2 separate regions of the Zea mays genome follow, and region 1 is linked to region 2. Evidence: chromatin contacts called from public Hi-C data. All regions are on one chromosome and are shown on one strand. The core of a region is the stretch at or near the end of the contact, and the rest is flanking DNA. Distances in the headings are between cores, read along the strand shown.

Region 1 (2,777 bases), core at 69-2,568, 310 kb after region 2:
GTTATGCATATTTCCCTGTCCAGATATTTTTTAAATGGAAGTTCCTGTTGAGAGCTCTCTCTCTTAAGATAAATCTTTCAGTCTAAGATAACCGGTTGGTTAGTAAAAAAGGTACCGACAGGATCTGATTGGTTAGTTCGTTTAGTATGATCGGTCAATGCATTTGATAATACTGAATATTCAAGGACATAGTTGAAAAACTTTGCTTCACAATCAATGTGATAGATCAATTCTATCTCTTCAATGTACATATACCATATCAACATGGTATCTATGATGTTTCACGTTACAAAACTGTGTGCATCATCTCAGCTCCATAATTACTTGTTGGAGATATTTGAATGACTTCTCATAGCTGACAAAGCCCATGAACCAAAAATCAAAGCCATCAACAGTGACTACATCAATATACTTCTCATCTGGATTGTATAAATTTTCCCGCACTGAAGCACTTTTCATTCTCTCTGTGGGGATTAACACCTGCAGAAGGTACATATTTTATTAGCTTTGTCCGACATCTTGAGGTCACATTTTATATCTGATAAACTTCAGGTATGCATATTGACGAAGAGATTTTGCTTCAATTACCTTGTAAGGCACCCTTGTACTGCCTCCTTTAGGAGACGTGAAACTCAAAGGCCTATCACTATGGAAAGCAATCTTCTTAGTTGAGATGAAAAGCATTCCAGCTATTGGACCAGCTGTGGTTGAAAGATAGCACTGGAAAGCCTTCCGTAGTTTCTCATCTTTCTCAACTGCAAAGTATTCTCTGAAGACTTTATCAATACCGCCAGCTTGGAGAACCTTTGCACCGAAGCTTAGTTTCCCTTTTATAGTTTCTGAAATTTTTGGTCCCATGGTTACTGCAAAGGAAAAGATTTATCAGTGATGAAACATTTTATTTTATCAACATAACACAACTTTGTGAAAAAGGACAATGGTTGGATTCTTACAGTGTTCTTTGAATCCTTGCATGTAGCTATCTGTTTTATGGCTCAGTTTGTTCATCCGATGAATGAAGGAACTCTTCTTATCTGTATCATCGAAAGGATATCAAGTAAGTATTGGCACAGTTTTTCTTCTCTTTCAAATGAAGCACTGGGGAAGCAGGTTGCGAGATTCTTACTTTTTTTATGAACCATGGCAGAACAGGAAGATTTTCCTTGTCTTTCCTCATCGGCATATGCAAACGAAGTCAATGGAATTCCAATGACATGCTCCTGGGTGAAAGTCTCCATGGCTTGGAGAAGGTCTATCTGCAAATCTGCTTTGATGCTAGGAGACTTCTCTTAGCCTGTGAGAAGTGGATGCCTGCTAGTGCCCAGAGTCTGAGCCATATGGGGGGCATTTATAGGGTGAAGCCACCAAAAAGGCAACTTTATTCCAGGGAACAATGTGGTGTAACCGAATCAGCACTTGATGCTGCATACTCATCATCGCCTCATCGGGGACAAAAGCAAGTCCCGCTTTCTTGACAAAGGAATGGGCATGAGCAGAACAGCTGGAGCTTTCAGCGCAGCCAATGAGGAGGTGCCAATGGTTTCCTTCCCTACTACACTTTCTATTGCTAAATGCTTAGCACAGGGTGCTGACGAGGCTGTTGATGACAAGCTGATAGTTGCTTTCGTAAATTGTAAAGTTCCGATGAGTGAAAAATCTAGGTTTTGCTAATAGTATAATGAACTCTTAAGTTAGGCCCCGTTTCAATCTCACGGGATAAACTTTAGCTTCCTGCTAAACTTTAGCTATATGAATTGAAGTGCTAAAGTTTAGTTTCAATTACCACCATTAGCTCTCTTGTTTAGATTATAAATGGCTAAAAGTAGCTAAAAAAAAGCTGCTAAAGTTTATCTCGCGAGATTGGAACAGGGCCTTAGTCTATGACACGTAGTGCATAACTGACTCTTTTTCCCATCTCAGGAAATAGGTTCATGGAGAGTGGGGACGAAGAAAGTAAAAAAACCACGTGGCTAGTTCAAACCTGAAACCAAACTACCGGTATACACTTGGTTCCGCTATGGTACATGTTTCCCTTTCATGCATACTTGTGAAGGATGTTTTGGAATCTCAACTATTCTAGGAAAATGTGCACATGGTTAGTTTATATGACAAGATGAATGGCATCCGTGTGTTGAAAATGTGGGTTTGATAGTCTGCTACTTAGGTCCTGTTTGTTTCTCTTCTAGATTATATAAGTTGGATTATGGTGGAAGGATAGGAGGGTAAAATATCAATTTTAGGCCACAAATAAGCTGAAATAAGTTAGCATTGGTTAGCTTATTTCAGCTTATTTATGATTCCAAAGTGATATTTTACCTTTCTACTATTCCACAATAATTCAGCTTATATAATTTAGGAGTGAAACAAACAGGGTCGGGTCTTATTAGTGTGGAGCAGAAAAGTAGCAGGAACTAAAAGATGCTTTCTGCTGTGTACTCATCGACACATATTTGTGTAATTATATTCAGAATCAAACCATACTTACTGACGCTGTGAGGGAGAAACACAGATGCTTTAATGTTTTCAGTACTGCTAATGTAGTAATTTGACCTTTTTGAGTTCAGTATGGCCTTGCTGATCCATGATATGTGAAGTTGACTATTTGGCATCAACAATGCCATGCTTGCATCACCTCACGAGTTTGTTTTCTTCATATCTCAAAGCTGTTCCCTTTTTTTTTTTAAAAAAAAGGTTCAAAGCTGTTTGCAGTAATTTACCATTCCTTAATACTGAACTGCTGACCAATGCCAAGCAAAAGAAATATGTTCTGCTGAGCC
Region 2 (2,974 bases), core at 434-2,933:
AAAACTGCCTTATATGTGCCTCTAAATAATATAAACAATCCAAAAAAATATAGTTTCATCACAAATTTATCTGAACTATAATCTAAATAGGGATCCATTTATTCATACCAACTGGCTCCTGCTGTCCATACGCCGCAGAGGAATCACACCCAAGAGATACATTGCCCACCCTATAATAGGGAACATAAAGATGCTGGTCTTGCTTATAAATTTGAAGCACCTCCCTAGAGTTAGAAGGGTATAAATATCCAAGAAGCTCTGATGGTTAGCAACATAGACACCAGGACAGCTATTTGGAGGCAGATTCTCCATTCCTTCGACCTCAAGATTGTAGAACATGGAGATTGTCACCGTAGCCCAAATCTTTGCGATGTAGTGCTGTGCTCTCCTACGGTACCGGTCAAATAGCAACACAAGTGGATGAACCACAACCATAGCTACAAACAAAAAGATTGCTGCAACTGCAGTCACCAAATAGAAGCAAACCCCTCTGACTCTTGAAGCCAATTGCTGACCTGTTAAAACAATTTCAAGTTAGCACAAGGAGATCCAATTCTACAGTTTGATACATTGTGGTGTTCTTTGTAGACGATTCAATCCACACAAGCTATTTGTCACCTTGTTGTACATGTGCACATGCTTTCTAATAAACATGAGACACAGCTAGCACCTGCATCTATTGATTCTTCTACGCGCCTGAAACAGTGAAACACAATGGTGCAGCACGGCTATACCATGCTATTTGCTATAAGATGTCTAAAAGGATACACACTGCCAGATGTGTCCCAATTTCAGTTAGATAGGAGGGCCGGTTGTGATCATAGTTGATAGTATTATAATGATAGGAACCAAACGACTCTTTGTTTGCAATTTGAATCTACCGTGATCGTTTAAACCACGGAGCATTAGCAACAGTGATTTAGGGGGGTGTTTGTTTGCGATTACAATCTGCACAGATTGTATAATCCAGATTTCAGCACCCCATAATTTAGGGCATTTAACCTTTTGCGATTATGAAAGGGATCCCTCTCACATTCACTTTATCATAGTGGCAGATTATTTACCTGACATCTCACGGCCATCTTCAAATGAAACGGTTAAAACATTTTAACATACTCAGCAAGGTGGATACCTGGGAGCGCCCGCGTCGAATCCCCAGCTGCCGCGGCGGCTGCGCCACCGGCGACGACATCCGACCGCACAACCATACCTCTCCGGCGGCGCCATCTCGTCGCCAGAACCTGCGTACTCGGGGACCGGAACACCGCCACCGACACCGACACCCGATGCCGCAAGCTCCTCGCGCCACCGCCAACGACAGCCACTACGGACCAACCAAAATAAATCATAAGATAAGATCAGCGCCGTGGCGTGGCTTCCCCCCGGAGAGACAGGCCGGCAGAGAGGCGAGTCGGCGATACCGTGGGCGGATGAGGAGGAGGGGGAAGCGATGGGGAGAGGCGACGCGGCGGGCCCCGGCCGGATGAGCGTCCCCATGGTCGGCCCGCGAAACCAGCCCGTGATCTCGTTCGCGATGGAGTATGGCCGGCGACGCGGACGCGGTGGGGGAGGTGGCGCGCACGTGGCGAACGTGGGATTGGGGTCGGGGTGATGGCTTTCGCTTGAGTTTGAGAGACGAGTGAGGAATGGATAAAATCGTGGCGCGGCGGTCGGTGACGGTGGGTGGCTGGGTGCTTGTGCAGTTGTGCTTGTGTGCGATGGCGAGGCGATCGACCGGCGGTGGGGCCTACCCGGCCGGCAGAACGTGGGTCCAGATGCGCTAAAATCCTTCGAGGTTTTCAAAGTTCCTTGTGTGCGGTTTGGAACTTACCTGGAAGGCCAATGTTTGTAAATTTGTTCACCTGAAACTCCGAAGCTGCCGTAGTGCATGCCAACTAGTACTACCACTTTCAGCAGTGACCTTTTAAGCTCAAGCAACAGAAGACCTGGGTTCTAATTCCCTCAGAACAGTACATAGCAACGAAAGAATTGTGTACACCAGGTTACACCGTTTGCATACAACATGGTCATTTTCTGCAACCGGAAGATGCTTCCAACTAATAGGTTCTTTATACGGAAAAAGAGACATAGTTAAATTACACTACTATTATGTGATATACACTCTTAATTTGTCAGATTGAGGCATGTGTGGTCACTGATTCCATGTGACACGAAAATACAACATGTAAAACAGAGACGAAGAACTGAAGCACCACAACTACATTCCCTATAGCCTACACTGTTATTGTTCCACTCATAATATGGACTACATGATTTCCGGGGGGGAGTGTGTGGAGAAGAAACTAAAGGAGATGCACATGACAGGATCAGAACAGCAGGAGGGGCAAAAGAAAGAATAGAAACACTGTTAGCTCCCAAGCCAGCCTCTGGCATCAATCAATTCGTTGCGCCCTGGCCAGGTGAGGAGCAACACCTGTGTGTGGCTTCGGCTGCACTGCAGAGAGGTCGGTTAATCTGTACAGGGCGCCCTCTTCCAACTTCTATGACTGCCTGCATCTTTCAATGACTTCGGTGACAGCTGAATGTGTTTCCCTTGTCATCATGTTGAGCTGCAGGTGAAATGACTGCAGGAGAACGAGACGGCTGGGTAAATTATGAGCGAAAAAAAAACTAGCTCAAGCCTGTCGCAGAAAGAGAAATCGCGAAAAAAAACAACCAAGAAAATTTTGAAGCTAGAGCAGTCTTGTGATATCTAGTAAACATGCCAGAAAATGAATAATAAATGGATATAAGCTACACAAAGAATAGGGAGAGAGCATCTATGGACATGACAAATTACTGGTTCCCAAAAAGTGGCAGTCCATGTATCTATCCACCGTTGCTTCAGACAGAACGTCTAGAAATTTTGGGGACATACCACAAACTTCTCTAGCACTGGTACAAGAACTTTTAAGTTGTTGTCCGGAAGGCAGCTGGAAATGGCTCCTCGAACCTTCATACTGTGGCAGCAAAC

The links. Hi-C and Micro-C count contacts between places; a contact is called where the count stands out from the background.
Region 1: a contact with region 2 is called in a Hi-C map of ear, with 3 times the contacts expected there. The contact joins the promoter of LOC100285617 here to the promoter of LOC100193515 in region 2. A contact is called at or near these places in 4 of 25 Hi-C or Micro-C datasets (bundle sheath, ear, endosperm and 1 more).

The regions. Positions count from the first base shown.
Region 1 is chr5:25,949,100-25,951,876 of Zm-B73-REFERENCE-NAM-5.0, forward strand. It overlaps LOC100285617 (FIP1), which reads right to left and starts at 1,319. Exons shown (of 4, transcript NM_001158508.2): 1 at 1,127-1,319; 2 at 954-1,034; 3 at 589-863; 4 at 192-480. The coding sequence starts at 1,238. The coding sequence ends at 304.
Region 2 is chr5:25,639,715-25,642,688 of Zm-B73-REFERENCE-NAM-5.0, forward strand. LOC100193515 reads right to left here and starts at 1,684. Exons shown (of 6, transcript NM_001367031.1): 1 at 1,422-1,684; 2 at 1,133-1,324; 3 at 109-515. The coding sequence starts at 1,497. LOC100191427 reads right to left here. Exons shown (of 14, transcript NM_001365488.1): 13 at 2,879-2,960; 14 at 2,050-2,585. The coding sequence ends at 2,502.